Linked DNA regions of Mus musculus: region 2 is linked to region 1. Evidence: chromatin contacts called from public HiChIP or PLAC-seq data. All regions are on one chromosome and are shown on one strand. The core of a region is the stretch at or near the end of the contact, and the rest is flanking DNA. Distances in the headings are between cores, read along the strand shown. Region 1 overlaps Efcab14 (EF-hand calcium binding domain 14). Region 2 overlaps Lrrc41 (leucine rich repeat containing 41).

Evidence for each region. HiChIP or PLAC-seq counts read pairs in DNA pulled down with a chosen protein or histone mark.
Region 2: a FOXA1 HiChIP or PLAC-seq map of pancreatic cancer cells shows a contact between it and region 1. The contact joins two enhancer-like sites. A contact is called at or near these places in 1 of 115 datasets of contacts at active chromatin or transcription factors (pancreatic cancer cells) and 3 of 9 other capture datasets (adipose tissue, liver and pancreatic islet).

What each region holds. Positions count from the first base shown.
Region 1 is chr4:115,765,211-115,772,693 of GRCm38.p6, forward strand. Efcab14 (EF-hand calcium binding domain 14) reads left to right here. Exons shown (of 11, transcript NM_001368627.1): 10 at 1,183-1,302. Among named protein-coding and RNA genes, the nearest start is that of Tex38, 12 kb to the right of the region's middle. Within about 2 kb of position 3,036, at least 43 of the 459 cell types and tissues checked have an H3K27ac peak or open chromatin away from gene starts, as enhancers often do. A contact at or near this core is called in pancreatic cancer cells, where this site is marked.
Region 2 is chr4:116,094,528-116,102,161 of GRCm38.p6, forward strand. It overlaps Lrrc41 (leucine rich repeat containing 41), which reads left to right. Exons shown (of 10, transcript NM_153521.2): 6 at 350-514; 7 at 606-704; 8 at 1,265-1,387; 9 at 1,616-1,691; 10 at 1,796-2,582. The coding sequence ends at 2,015. Rad54l (RAD54 like (S. cerevisiae)) reads right to left here. Exons shown (of 18, transcript NM_009015.3): 10 at 7,302-7,428; 11 at 6,012-6,086; 12 at 5,741-5,871; 13 at 5,110-5,220; 14 at 4,811-4,934; 15 at 4,413-4,491; 16 at 3,958-4,137; 17 at 2,931-3,094; 18 at 2,428-2,844. The coding sequence ends at 2,634. Among named protein-coding and RNA genes, the nearest start is that of Gm52704, 9.9 kb to the left of the region's middle. Within about 2 kb of position 2,029, at least 21 of the 459 cell types and tissues checked have an H3K27ac peak or open chromatin away from gene starts, as enhancers often do. A contact at or near this core is called in pancreatic cancer cells, where this site is marked.

The sequences.
Region 1 (7,483 bases), core at 1,786-4,285:
GCTCAAGCATTCTTCAGCTTTGGAGCTGTAGAATAGCTTCCCTCAGTTTCTCTCCTGTGAGAAACAGAACTATGTTGAAGGTCTTGTAACACTGGCTTCATCTTGCTATATAGCATTCTTATGGTATGGTGGCTAGTGGCTCATGCCCTCACACCAGACTTAATAGCCTATTTCCCAAGAAATCAAAAGACTTATCCAACTCAAGTCTTAGCATCGGTCTTAGTCAGGGTTTCTATTCCTGCATAAAACATTATGACCAAGAAGCAATCTGAGGAGGAAAGGGTTTATTCAGCTTACACTTCCACATTGCTATTCATCATCAAAGGAAGTCAGGACAGGAACTCACACAGGGTAGGAACTTGGAGGCAGGAGTGGATGCAGAAGCCATGGAAGAAAGCTGCTTACTGACTTGCTTCCCCTGGCTTGCTCAGCCTGCTTTCTTATAGAACTCAGGCCCACCATACCAGGGATTGCACCACACACAATGGGTTAGGCCCTCCCCCCTTGATCACTAATTGAAAAAAAAAATGTCTTATAGCTGGATCTCATGGAGGCATTTCCTCAACTGAAGCTCCTTTGTGATAACTCCAGCTGTGTCAAGTTGACACAAAACCAACCAGTACAGCATCTAAGCATAGATGACAATAAGGCAGGTAGAGCCTAAAGTATGGTCAATTTGGTTTTTGTTTGTTTTTAGATTTTTGTTTTGTTTTGTTTTTTGAAATATTTGCAAGTTATCATTGAGTTGGTATTTGAATCTAAATACAGAAATTCATTCATGGTTCATATATACATTGTCCTTATACAAATGGCCTGGTGTTAATTTTATTTGTTATTTTTAGGTCACCTTTATTTGACTATGACCTATCACATGAAGTCATACAAGGAGTTTTCCACCTGTTTTATCTTCTGAAAGATTTTGATTTGGGGCATTTCAGATTTTCAGATTAGGGCTACTCACCCTGTGCCAGATTCTGCTTCAGGCCTTAGTGTAGTCCCGATCCCTCTTCGCTTATCTGCACACATCCTTCAGTCTGTACCTTTACCTTCATAGTTACATTGCTGCTGTAACTCTCAGCGACTTTTCTTAAAATATACCTGCTCTAGTACTAGGTGACCTTTGATACTCACTTAATTTGGTGTTGGAATTGATTGTAATAAAGGTATATGTGTTTGCTACAGAGCAAGTACAGAACTTCACATCAGATCCTTCAGCATTGCCAGAATTTTCACAGCTTCTTAGAAACCAAATTGAGACCCAAGTAAAACCTCTCTCCCTGCCTGGGATTTCTAGCATCAAAGGTAATGTTAATGATGGAAATGTTCAAAGTTGTAACTGTTATAACTTGTTAATGGTTTTTCTTGTTTAAAAATGAAAGCATATCTAATGAACTAGAGAGATGATTCAGGTGGTTAAGGCTTGAGTTCAGTTCCTAGAATCCGTGTGAAAAAAGCCAGGTGTGATGGCACACTTACAGTTCCAGCACTGGGAATATGCAGACGGGTAGATTCTTGGGGCTCAGTGTCCAGCCAGCCTAACCCACTTGTTGAGTTCCAAACTAGTAAGAAACATTTTCTCAAAAACAAAAAGGTGAACAGAGACCAGAGAGATAGCTCAGTGCCTAATAGCACTTACAGCCTAATGATCTAAGGTCAGTCCCCAGAACTAACATAAAGACAAAAGCAGAGAGTTGAGTATGAAGTTGTCCTCTGAGCTCAACATATGACATGTGTACACCCACACCCACACACATCATACACAAACATAATAATCATCTATTTTAAAAGGTGGACAGTACCTGAGGAGTAACACCTGAGATTGCCCTCTGGCCTCCACATACCTGCAAATACACAGGTACACGCACAGAAACACACACACACACAATTTATAGCTAACATTGTTGGGCCAGATACAGAAAGCTGCCCACATCTAAACAGCAGTTAATTGGTTGAGACAGAATTCAAGCTGAGGCTGACTCTAAAGCTTCCATACTACCTTTCTCTTAAATGTTGTTTAAGGTCTTCAGTCATTCACTAAGTGCCCTCCAGACCCCATGTCAAAGGATGGAATACAGTATAAGATACAATCTTGCCGGGCGGTGGTGGCATATGCTTTTTGGGAGGCAGAGGCAGGCGGATTTCTGAGTTCGAAGCCAGCCTGGTCTACAAAGTGAGTTCCAGGACAGCCAAGGGTACACAGAGAAACCCTGTCTCAAAAAAAAAAAAATAAAATAAAAAAAAAAAATAAGGATACAGTCTCAGCCAGACACAGTGCATATACCTATAATCTCAACTGAGGCACAACAATAAAGATATTGAGGCCAGCCTGTGCTCTATATAGTGAGATCATGTCTCCAAAAATGTCCCTTTCTTTCCATAAGGATAGGTTGTCTAAAGCAGAGGACAGAAAAAGCAAACACAATTCTGTTAGATTAGCAAAACAAGTCAAAGTTGACTGTTTCCCTGCAACAGGCCCTCTGGGATTCTGACAGCGAGCAGAATAAGTATTCATACAAAGGCTATATGTCATAGAACAATGTCTGCCTTGTTCTCAGTAGTGTCTTGTACTCTTCATTGTGATGGTGAGGCTTCCTGGTTGTCTCTTGCCGTCTGGAAAGTCGTCCAGTTCTGACCACATACCTTGCACTGGTTCTTCACTTAGGTTCAGATGCCATCGTGCTCTCCCAGGTCTGGAGCAGGTGCTTCCTGTGCGTTATGACATGTTTTACTTGCTCCTAATTAGCATATGCCACTGTTGAAATTCCCTAGGAAGAAACAGTTTAGCTTCCGTGAGGAAAGTCTCATGGAAGTCTCCTGTTCACTCCCTAGCCTGCAGCACAGAGCCTGGTAGGACTGTGAAACTGAATGACTGTGTTGCTTATTCATCTTGCAGTTAATGCTTAACTACCATTACTTTTCGCCCCGTCTGGGGTGGCTTTCCTTTGTTTTCTGGAGGGGAAGGCGAGTCATTGTATTTACTCTCTATTGAAAGGAATTCCCATCTAGCCATTTGCTGTTGGGAAGAAGTATCCCAGCTGCTTTTCTGGCTCAGGGCATTTCTGAGGTCTCACCAGCTGCACTGCCAGGCCCGCGAAGCAACAGGAGTGAGGAGGGCCTTTCAGGAATTTATGAGACTTCCTCAATGGAGTAGATCTTGCACAGAAATAGCTTTTCCTCCCTTCAGCACATCTTCCCAAGTACCAAACAGCAAGAGGCATGTGGAGTCAAAGCATGATCTTGAATAAATGAAGAAAAATAATCAGGAAAGCTTTTAAAGAAACACACACTAGTGACCTTCTTCTTTCTATAGTATTATAATCTTTTCAGTGAGCTTAAGAACTCAGTCAAGTCCTTTTTATTTTTTATTTCTTCTATAATTCTTAATTGTGTGTGCACTCTCAAAGGCCAGAAACATCAGATCCTTCTGGAGCTGGAGCTGGAGCTGCAGGCAGTTGTGAACTACCTGACACGGACGCTAGGAACTGAACTCTGGTCCGCAGGGGGAGGAGTACAAACTCCTGACCACTGATCCATCTCTCTGAAACCCCTTTTGGATTTTTTTAGTTTGTTGGTTGATTGGTGTTTGTTTAAAGTTTTTGTTTTGTTTTGTTTTGTTGAGGTTTTTTTGTATGTTTTTTGTTTGTTTTGAGACAACCTCATATAGCCAGGTTGACCTTACTACTCTGTATATCTGAGTCTGGTCTTGAACTCTGGATTACAGGCATACACCACCACCCCTGGATCAAATCCTTTTTAAATTGTTAAAGGCTTTTGTTGGAAATTTTCTAATGTCATTTTCTAAATAGTATCTTTGTTATTTTTTTTAATACAGATTAACTGGTAGCATTAACCACCAAAAAAATAAACAAACAGATACAGAGATTTCTATGGTCCTTTTTTAATGGAGATATAATTCATACTCCATGTCACCCTTTTAAACTGTGTAATTGCATGGGCCTTAGTATATTCTCAAGATTATATAGCCATCACCTTGACTTAATTCCATAGCATTTTTATCACCCCAGAATGAAGCTTCATACTCCTTTAACAGCTTCGTCTGAGGCTGGCCAGATGCCTCAATGCTTGCCAGCAAGCCTGACACCCTGAGCAGGAGCCACGTGGTAGAAGAAGAAAGCCCACGCCCACAAGTTCTTCTCTGATCTCCACATGCATCTTACTATGTACACATGTACACATACACAATAAGTACATAGATAGATAGATAGATAGATAGATAGATAGATAGATAGATAGATAGATAGATAGATAAGGGAGAAGTTTAAGATGCACTCCAGTTACTCCTACTGTCTCAATAAACTTATTTATCTGGGATGTTTCGTTTGTAGAAATGGAATCATACAATCTGTGGCCTTCTATATACTTCTTTTATCATAGTTCTCTTTTCATTTTGTGGCATGAAACAATACTTCCTTTCTATGGCTGAGTAATAGTCTATTGTATGCTATATTCACACTTTGTTCATCCATTCATCAGTTGATGCATATTTGGGTTGTTTCCAGTTTTTTACAAATAATAATGCTGCTGTGAACATGAGGGCATAGATTTTTATGAACATGGTTGTTTTCTTGACCTAGTGCCTAGGAATTAAATTACCAGGTCATACAGTTCCTGAACGGCCAAACCGTTGTTCGGAATGTGACTTCCAGTTGACATTCTCATTAGCCCCGTAAGGACTCATCGCTTTCCCCCACATCATCATTGCTCCTGATGATGGCCATCCTGGTGATGATAAAGTAGTCTGTAATCCTGACTTTTTTTATTTCTTCCAATTTTGAGATTATATTATAATTATATCAACTCTCCCTTCCCTTTCTTTCCTCCAAACCCTCCCATATACATCTCCTTTCTCTCTTTCAACTCCGTGGTTTCTTTTTCATTAATTGTTTTTACACACACACACACACATTCCTAACTATAACCTGATAAATCTGTATAATGTATGTTTTCAGGGCTGACCATTCGTCATTAGATAACTAATTGATGTGCTCTTCCCTGGATAAACAGTTTTTCCTACTTTCAGCATCTCATAGTTACCCATATGTAGTTTTTTGTGTAGGGTTGAAGTCTCCTGGGGCTTAGCCCGTACACTTTGGTGTGTCTATTGTTGTCCTTGTTCAGTTCATATTTAGATAGTCGTATAGGTGAGACTTTATAGTGTAGCTTCTGACATTCTCGTTTGTTTGTTTGTTTGTTTGTTTGTTTGTTTGTTTGTTTGAGACAGGGTTTCTCTGTGTAGCCCTGGCTGTCCAAGAACTCACTCTGTAGACCAGGCTGGCCTCGAACTCAGAAATCCGCCTGCCTCTGCCTCCCTAGTGCTGGTATTAAAGGTGTACGCCACCATGCCCAGCTAGCTTCTGACATTCTTAAGAGACAAAATTGCAGGGTAAACTCCTTGACCCTCTGGCTCTTACAGTCTTTCCGCTCTTCCTTCTGAAATGTTCCCTGAGCCATAGGTGTAGGAGCTGTTTTATAGAGGTGCCCATTGGAACTGGTCTCCACATCTCTGCATTTTGATTGGTTGTAGTTTTCTGTAATGGTTTCTGTCTGTTGCACTTTTCCATGGTTATAAGGACAAATATTTAAAATGTTGTTAGGATTTATTCTGGTAGGTTCTCCTCCAAGATCCATGACTTCACTAGGCCTGGGTAGTTGACCAAGTTTCCAGTACTAAACACAATTTCCCTCCTAATTTAAGCAGGTCTTAAGTCCAATGAGAGGGCCGGGCAGTGGTGGCACACGCCTTTAATCCCAGAGGACAACCAGGGCTACACAGAGAAACCCTGTCTCAGAAAAAGAAAAAAAAAAAAAAAAGTTCAGTGAGAGAGCTGATGGTTACTGCCAACATATGCATGCCACTACTGCACCCTTGGGGTTATCATGCCATGCTGGTCATCATTGTGTCTCATAAGCACCATATCTGTGTGACACTCTTGGTTGCTTACCTCCTTTGGAAGCTTGATTGGCACCTCTGGTACCAAAAACCTTAGTCCTTAGAACAGAGGCATTCAGGTCAGTTCCAGCTCGGGGCCTCTGACTCTGTGTCTGAAGTGAATGGTGTCTTCAGCAATAAGAACTTAACCTTCCACTCTGGGAGGCAACCAATAGCAATGGTAGCTGTTTGGGGGAGTTTGGAAGAGTCTCTTGAACAAACCTGACCAACAAAAAGAGGATTTCTTATGCCTAATGTTGAAGTTATCTTAGGTGTTCTCTTGGAGGGACCATTGTCAGCCTAGACGAGGAAATTTCATTTAAACTATATACGTATTTTTACACACAGACTTAGTATATTACAGGTGGGGAATTTTTAGGTGAATAGTTAATCATGATTCCTATGACTTCTTCACACGTCCTTACTTATTTTACCTTCCTCTTTCCTTCTGTGTTTATCTCCCTCCCAATTCCTGATTCTTCAACTACTTAATTTCTAGATCTAGAAAGACAATGGTACATAGTAGCAAGATCACCATACTGGGTAATATTTGATACACTTCAGTGCTTTTCAAAGTTGGTTGATTGCAGTGAGAATTTTGGTTTCTTAAAATCAGAGAAATATTATAAGAATAAGTTTTTGTTTTAATTCCATATGGGGCTGCTTCAGGTTGTCCACAGCAGCTGACTATGATTTGCCTCATGCTCTAGCAGAGTCATAGTTTTTACAACGACAGATAGTTTCTGTGATTATGTGACATTTAGAATTCTGGGATCTCTTCACAGGGTATATCAATGCTAGGCTCCCAAGCAGCAGGCTGGGTTATTGGTTGTTGTTGGTTGCAGTTGGTCTCTGTTTAAGTAGCCAGGCTCAAAGAAGAAACAAGATAAAAAGAAAAAATTGGGTGTCTTGACTGCAAAGATCAAACGTCCCAAGGAACTCAATACTACCCCTAATTAGCAGGAAATAGTCTAAGGATGATGTTGCCCCCTTTCCTCTCTGTCCTTTTTTTCTCCCTATCTAGTGTTGGGGTGGGTGGAAAGGGTGGAAGAAAAAAAAAAAAAACGTTGCCACAAAGTAGCCAAATACTGGCTACAGTTGACCTTTGCATTTTGTTTGTTTGTTTGTTTTGTTTTGTTTTTCGAGACAGGGTTTCTCTGTATAGCTCTGGCTGTCCTAGAACTCACTTTGTAGACCAGGCTGGCCTCCAACTCAGAAATCCGCCTGCCTCTGCCTCCCTAATGCTGGGATTAAAGGCGTGCGCCACCACGCCCAGCTAGATCTTTGCATTTTATAACTATTAGAATTGAGAATGCCATCTCACATATATATGTAGTACAGAATAGCAAAATATCTTTAGAGCCATTTCAGAAATCGAAAACTTAAGTCAGCAACTCAAATGGCAGTTTTAAAAATTAAACATTCTAACATTACAACCAAAAGATGCACTGGTTTGATACGTGCTAAAGAACAATGGCAAGAAAATATTTTTTAAGTTTTTGTTTTCTACAAACCCTTGTTTCTATAAGAAGA
Region 2 (7,634 bases), core at 779-3,278, 330 kb after region 1:
TCTCTGAACCCCACATGGTCACTGTGGTACACACATGCCCACACATCACATGCCCATACAACACATGCCCACACATCACATGCCCACACATCACATGCCCATACAACACATGCCCACACATCAAATACATGGTTTGTTTTTTATTTTTTTGGAGACAGGGTTTCTCTGTGTAACCCTGGCTTTCTTGGAATTTACTTTGTAGACCAGGCCAGCCTTGAACTCAAACAGATCACCTGCCTCTGCCTCCTGAGTTCTGGAACTAAAGGGTGTGTGTTCCCACACCTAAAACATATGTATTTTTAAGTGAAGTAGAGAAAACTAAGTGGAATGTCCTCTTCCTCTCATACAGAAAACTGCCTCGAGCAGTTGGAAATGGGATTTCCACGAGGAGCCCAGCCAGCCCCACTGCTCTGCTCTGTCCTCAAGGCCTCAGGTTCTCTACAGCAGCTGTCACTGGACAGTGCCACCTTTGCCTCGCCTCAAGATTTTGGGCTTGTGTTGCAAACACTCAAAGGTAGGAATGGTGAAAGTGGGTAGGTAGGGACCTAACATTGTTCCCTGGGAAAATTAAGCCCCACCACCCATGGTGTGTGTCTCCTATCCAGAACACAACCTATCCCTGAAGAGGCTGAGCTTCCATGATATGAATCTTGCAGACTGTCAGAGTGAAGTGCTTTTTTTGCTAAAGAATCTGACCCTTCAAGGTAAGTTCCTAACCCAGAGCCTGCGCATTCCTGTGTCCTTACTGTAGCTTTGTCATGATCTCAGTCTGCAAACCACTGTTTTCCCAGGTCTCTATCTTCCTTGACTATAAAGGATATGGAACCTACATGACCTTCCTTCTAATATCCCAAGTTTTAGTACATCACCCAGTTTTGTTTTGTTTTAAGGGGCTGTCAGAAATGGTGGTAGCACCTTGGTGGTTTCAATTTAAAAAAAAAAAAAGATAGTGGGGAGAAATAAACATGCTACTGTGTGTGGGTGTGACTAGTCAGACACTCACTGTGACTAGTCTCCCCCCCTGCAAAAGCATCAGTGACTATATATAGAGAGCGGGAAGTGGATAAAAAATTTATCCTCAGAGATGTTCCTCAAACAGGCTCAATGTCCTATTTGAATTGAGTTCCAATATTGCTCGGATCTATATAGATTATCCTTTTCAGATCTGTATAAATGTTCACAGTACCTTGCTAGGCCAACCTAGGACAGGAGGACAGCACCACCCCTGCTTCAGTCATCTGAATATTCTACTTTCTCTTGACAGAGATTACCTTCTCCTTCTGCCGTCTGTTTGAGAAGCGCCCAGTCCAATTTCTTCCTGAGATGGTTGCTGCTATGAAGGGCAACTCTACACTGAAGGGCCTTCGACTACCAGGGAACCGCCTGGGTAGGGACCATACCCTGGAGAGGAGGAAGGGAGAAGGGAGGGAAAGAAGGAACTAGGAACTAGAAACTTTTGGGGTAAAGGTACTGACCAGGTTGTAATATAGGTATTTGAGTACTGGGTATTCAGAACTGCTAGGACTAGGGTTCTCCCAGGTTGGAGCTGGGATAGGATACCCTTGTTTCCTTGTTTGTGAGTAGAGTTAATGAGTGTTCCTCTCTCCCTCGCCAGGGAACGCTGGCCTATTAGCCCTAGCAGATGTTTTCTCAGAGGATTCTTCCTCTTCTCTCTGTCAGCTGGACATCAGGTATGCTAGGGGTTAGGAGACAAGGGATGGGGGAAGAAAAGGATATCAATGTAGACAAAAGCCTAGTTGCTTCCTGGATATCTAATTCATGGCATCCCTACCAGTTCCAACTGCATCAAGCCAGATGGGCTTTTGGAGTTTGCCAAACGACTGGAGCGCTGGGGCCGAGGAGCCTTTGGTCACCTACGCCTCTTCCAGAACTGGCTGGACCAGGATGCAGTCACAGCAAGAGAAGCAATCCGGCGACTCCGGGCTACCTGCCACGTGGTTAGCGACTCATGGGACTCAACCCAGGCCTTTGCAGATTATGTCAGCACCATGTGATGGGGCCCATACCTCACAGGCCCATCCTCAGTACCATCAGCTTGCAGGGACTGAGCCGTGGGCTGCCCAGAATCCCCAACCACTGATTCTGTCATCCTCTTTCTGCCACTTTGTCTATTTCTGTTTCCTTTTCATCTTCCCTTGCACTGAGGTCCTGGAGGCCTTGATGAGGCCCAGCAAAGGCATTCCCACCGCTGAGTTCAGAGGCTTTGGGCCACTTACTCAGTACTCTGGGAACCCCAGGCCAGGAGGTTACGGGTCTCTATCGTCACTGAGGAAAACACCCCCTACCCCTGCTCTGGGGTTTCCTGCTTCATTCCTCAAGCAGGCACCCAGGCTTTAGAGAAGTATAGGAATGCCTAACACCAGGCCTCTTCCCTCCTGGGCTTACCAATGTGTTCCCAGGCCTCAGTCCCTTTCATGCCTTTATTCCTTTCTTTTTCTTTTTTTTTTTTAAACCAAAAAAGTTTTTCTTATAAAATAAATTTTGGGCAAACATCATGCAGCCCTTCTTGATGATTTTCTCCCAGAGAATAAAACTGAGCAGAGCCTCATGAGGCAGAGAACCCCCTTTCCCTGTATCCTTTCCCAAACAACTACATCCAGACCAGCTGATTATCAGTGAAGACCGCGCTGCTCCTCATGAGAACGCTGGTGGAAGACGAAGGTGATGGCTGTAGATGAAGCATCCCAGGCAGCCTGGAGTACCTCATCCTGGAGCCCTCGTTTATCTGTGCTGTGGTTCCACTGAGCCAGGTCTGAAGTGCAGTCAGAACCATCAGGGGGTGGCCAGACCTGACGGTTGTTTACACAACGGCGGCAATGCAATCTGGGGTCAGAGGACAGAGTTGTGGTCACTACGGATTTCTGTGCTGGTCAGGTAGCAAAGAGATAATGACAAGGAACTCCACATACCTGTCATGTGTGTCACTGAGGCTTGCTTCATCCAGAGTAAACAGCTCTTTAAGCTCACCAAGAGAAAAGTGGCGCTCCACATCCTGCTCCTCGTCCACCACACAGCTGCTCAGAGCCTTCTTGTGGCTCTGCCGCTGAAAGATCTTCTCCTCAATTGTTCCTGCCTAGAAATGGGATGAAATGTAGAACTCAACCATTCCTGTAGATGCTGAGGGAGCAGGAAAACCTAGGGGCTGCAAACATCTTGAGAAAGAGCAATTATCTGCCTTAGCAGAGATCCATTTTCCTAGTTTTGGAGCCAAGAATTGTGCTGCTTTGTCTGTCCCGACCATTTTCAGCATCAGTGGAGAGTGTCAGCCTGGCTAAATGGGTTGAGTGTAAACAGGTTATCTGTATCAAAGTGCCCTCCACACCAAGCCCAACTCTCATTCAGTATCATCCGACAATTTTATGTCAGGTCATATACTAGTAATAGGATACAAGAAAGAATGAAGTATGATCGCTATCACAGAGGTCACAGAGCACTTCATTCAATATGCAGACTAACTATATAAATAGATTTGTACCATTGCAAAAACCTGTTAAGTAATACTCAGGGTCTCATGAAAGGAATGATCGAAGAGTTGAGGAGTTCAGAAAGCACTGAAAACAGATTCTCTCTGAGCTGACTCCAGAAAAAAAGGTGGACTAGAAGCCAAGAGCAACAAAGAGGGTCAGTTCTTCAGAAGGCTGAGGCAGGAAGAGTTCTTGGACAAGGTGGAAGATTCTAGAAACATTAAGGTTTTAAAGTAAACATGTAAGTATAAGAAAGCTAGAAAGGATGAAAGAGTAAGATGATCTCTACTAAAGCCTTGAAAACCAGCTGGAGAGATGGCTCAGCGGTTGAGAGCACTGACTGCTCTTCCAGAGACCCCGAGTTCAATGCCCAGCAACCACATGATGGCACACAACCATCTGTAATGGGATCTTATGCCCTCTTCTGGTGTGTGTCTGAATACAGCTACAGTGTACTCATACACATACTTACAGATAGCAGTCGGTAGATATAGCAGATCTTCTTTTGACCATCACGCCAGACTCGGGCCATAGCTTGTTCATCATTGGCTGGATTCCAGTCAGGATCAAACATGACCAGTCGGTTAGCACCAATGAGGTTAAGACCACAGCCCCCGGCTTTGCTGCTCAGCATGAAAACAAAATCAGGGCTCTGGGAAGAAAAGAAACAAGAAAGGAGAGCATAGGATGCACACACTTGGAAACTAAACTGGGATCCTTCTTAGCTCCACCAACACTTTTCTATACTCACACTGAGGACCACAGGTTGGTCTGCCTATCATTCAATTTCCCAACCCACAAAGTCAGTTCCTAAGCCAGATTCATCTTATCACACCCACCAGAACACAAAACAAAAATAAAGCAATGAAACACAACCACCACACAGCTGCTCTGTCAACACATCCTTCCTGCGCTTGCTGTACTTACCGATGGGCTATTGAAGCGCTCCACAACCTTGGCTCGCTTCTTAATGGACATCGTGCCATCCAGGCGAACATACAAGTACCTTGAGGGAGATCCAAATATCAAGACCCAAGAAGCATAAATTAATTGGAACTATGGCTACCAAGAAGACTAGATTAACCATGCTTGAGGCTGCTCACGCATAGTCCAAGGCTTCCCTAAGAGAAGGACAGAGAAGGGCAGGAATTCTGATCTGTGTAAAGACAGAGCTATTGCCATCACAGTCATGAGGTAAGAGAAAGTCCTCATATAGCCACACCTTGATAAACATCCAATAATCAGAAAAATCTAATCATTTTCCTAGAGTGTCAGTGAGGAAGACACATCCCTTTGCTAGCCAGCCTGGTTAGGTTCTTCCCTACCTTCGAACCCGGCACAGCTTTTCAAAGAGATCCAATGTCTGAGTATAATTAGACACCAGCACGACTTTGTCACTGCTACGGCTTCGAGTCACGGCCAGAATGTAATCAAGGACCAGCATCTTACCTGGGAAAAGTGGCTATTATCAGTCCTCACAATTGGTCATCCCAGTGGCCTGCGGTGGTTATACTTGATACCCTGCTTTCAGACAGGATAGCTTCAGCACAGAGGTAATTTCCTAGCCTTATCCTATATTCCCTCCTCCAAGGAGACTGACCATCTGCTAATTGGGTGGGCTCACCTGACAACTGTGGCTCTACAGCTTTAGAGTTATAACCAGGTGGGAAGATACCCAAAGTGCCCTCAAAGCCATCCTCCTCTGCCACACACTTGTCATAGATTAGAGCTGGATCTGAAAACCAAAAAAAGAAAAAAAAAAAAAAACAAACCACCAATCAACCAAACAAATCCATAGGAAAATGCTAGCACCTTTGATTGTCTGAAGCTTGTACTTCAGTGCTCACCCTCTGGCTATCTGGCGCTGACATAGGTCTCACAACTAGACTCACCTGGGGTACACCCTCCCAAGTTCCCACAGGGTGTAGCCAGTATCATCTGGAAGCCTCACCATCACTCACTACAATGTTCTCCCAACAACAAAAGGAACCATCTGTTACTTTTCTTTCTGCCTCTTGTTCAAGAGGATGGGTGCAGACAAGCACTCACATACACAGTCCAACACATCTCAAGCACTAAGGATGGGCTGGGCAGAAGACTATAAAATTGCCAAAGTAAAGGTGTCATTCAGAAGAGTCCACATGTGGCCTCCATGGGGTCTCTAGAGAAGTTCTGGTGAAGGTCAGCAGCCTATTCACAAGAACTTCCGCTCCCTGCTCACTCACACAGAAGATACCGGGTATGGGTGCACTCACGATTACACAGCTTCTTTAGAGAGGTGATAGAAGACAGGGAAGACACACTCATCTTGCCCTCACGCAATTCTTCTTCAGGCTTAGCCTGTCTCAGAAATCTCTTGTATAGCTCAGTTTGAAGGGGTGTCAGCCTGAAAATAAAAGGGCAGGTGTAGCTCAATAGAAAAGACTGGAGCACACACACAGCTACCCTGAGAACACTGAAATTCAGCCACACTTCAGAAGCTAAGCTTTAACCCACTCACTGTCCGCCTTTCAAGCAAGTTCATACCTACAACAAACCACCTGCTCAATCTTCACGGGCAGATACTTAGAGAGGATATCAGATGTTCTCCGTATCAGGCACCTAGGGGAAATGGGAAAAGGCACAAGGGAGGTGAAACTGATGCAGCAGAATAAGAACTAAAGGACAAAAGACTCACTCTACTTATAGTAAATATTTATTTATGGGCATGAGTCCTCTTTTTTTTTCCAAGACAGGGTTTCTCTGTATAGCCCTGGCTGTCCTGAAACTCACTTTGTAGACCAGGCTGGCCTCAAACTCAGAAATCCGCCTGCCTCCCGAGTGCTGGGATTAAGGGATTAAAGGCGTGCGACACCACGCCCGGCTGTGAGTATTCTTTTTGCATGTATGTCTACACACTGTGTTCATGCCTGGTGCCCTCAGATAGAGGAAGAGGGTGCCAGCTCTCCTGGAACTGGTGTTACAGATGCTACCACATAGGTGTTGGAAATCGTCTGCAAGAACAACTCGTGTACTTAACCTTAACCACTAAGCCAACTCAACTCTCCAGTGCCTAAGCTATAGGTCTTTATTGGGAGGCGTCCATCTGTATTTGCACAGGCACCAGCTGTTACGTAACTCCAGCCAGTAAGTCCTTATCTGTCTAGACCAGAAAGAATAAAGAGGCATCTTCTGCACGTGCCTGGAATCCCATCATCTGGGAGGTAGCCTCGGATGCATGAGATACAATCTCAAAAACAGAGACGAGGAGGAGGGACAGCAGCCTCATAGGACACAATAACCCTGCTATCTAAAATTGGTAGCCATGAAGTTGGGAGGGCAGAACACTGATAATGAAATTTATCAACAGTTCATACCAATAACAGGAGTCCAGGATATACCTGCTCTTGAATCATTTGAAACCCACTGGAACAAAAATAAGCACTCTTGGCCTGGGAGCCACACTAAAATTCTTCAGCTCTTTAACCCACCACACAACTCATCTACACATAGAAAGCCTAATGCTTTAGGCAAAAAGCAACTGTCGAGAAGGTTCTGAAGCCCGAACAAGGATGCGTCTTGTTCAGGAAGGCTAACTGAACCACAGAAGAGCTTCTTCAGGGGGTTGATAGAACAAAACCAGACCACAGGGCTACTCAAAGGAGACTTATCCTGTACGACCATGCTATTTATACAGAGACAATTCGTGGTACAGATCCCATTCCTACCCTCAAACACCAGACCTGAAAGGCTCCAGACAGACCAAGCCCACAGATCTAGCAGTTAGTTCTCAGACGGCCTGGAAGGCAATTGGCTGAGCAGAGGCGAGCCTCTCACCTGTTCACAATACCGATGAGCTCCCGCAGACGCTCCTCCCCACGCTGCCTGTCTGCCTCACTGGCAGCTGCATCTCGACTCTTCAAAATTGGCAACTCAAAATGCTTCTTGAATTCATGGGCAGTTCCTAAACAGAGGAGAGAACTGAATATGAAAGCATGTAAAGGTAGAGTGATTTTCTCACTGCTAATGACAGGCCACCTTGTGACCAGTCACCCTCCCTGCTGAGAACAACGCTAAACAAAATGCAGGCAAGTTTGATTCTATGAATCAAGCTCTAAGCAGGGAAGACTTGAGTAGTTAAATATAATTAGATGGTAATGCCCCAATAAA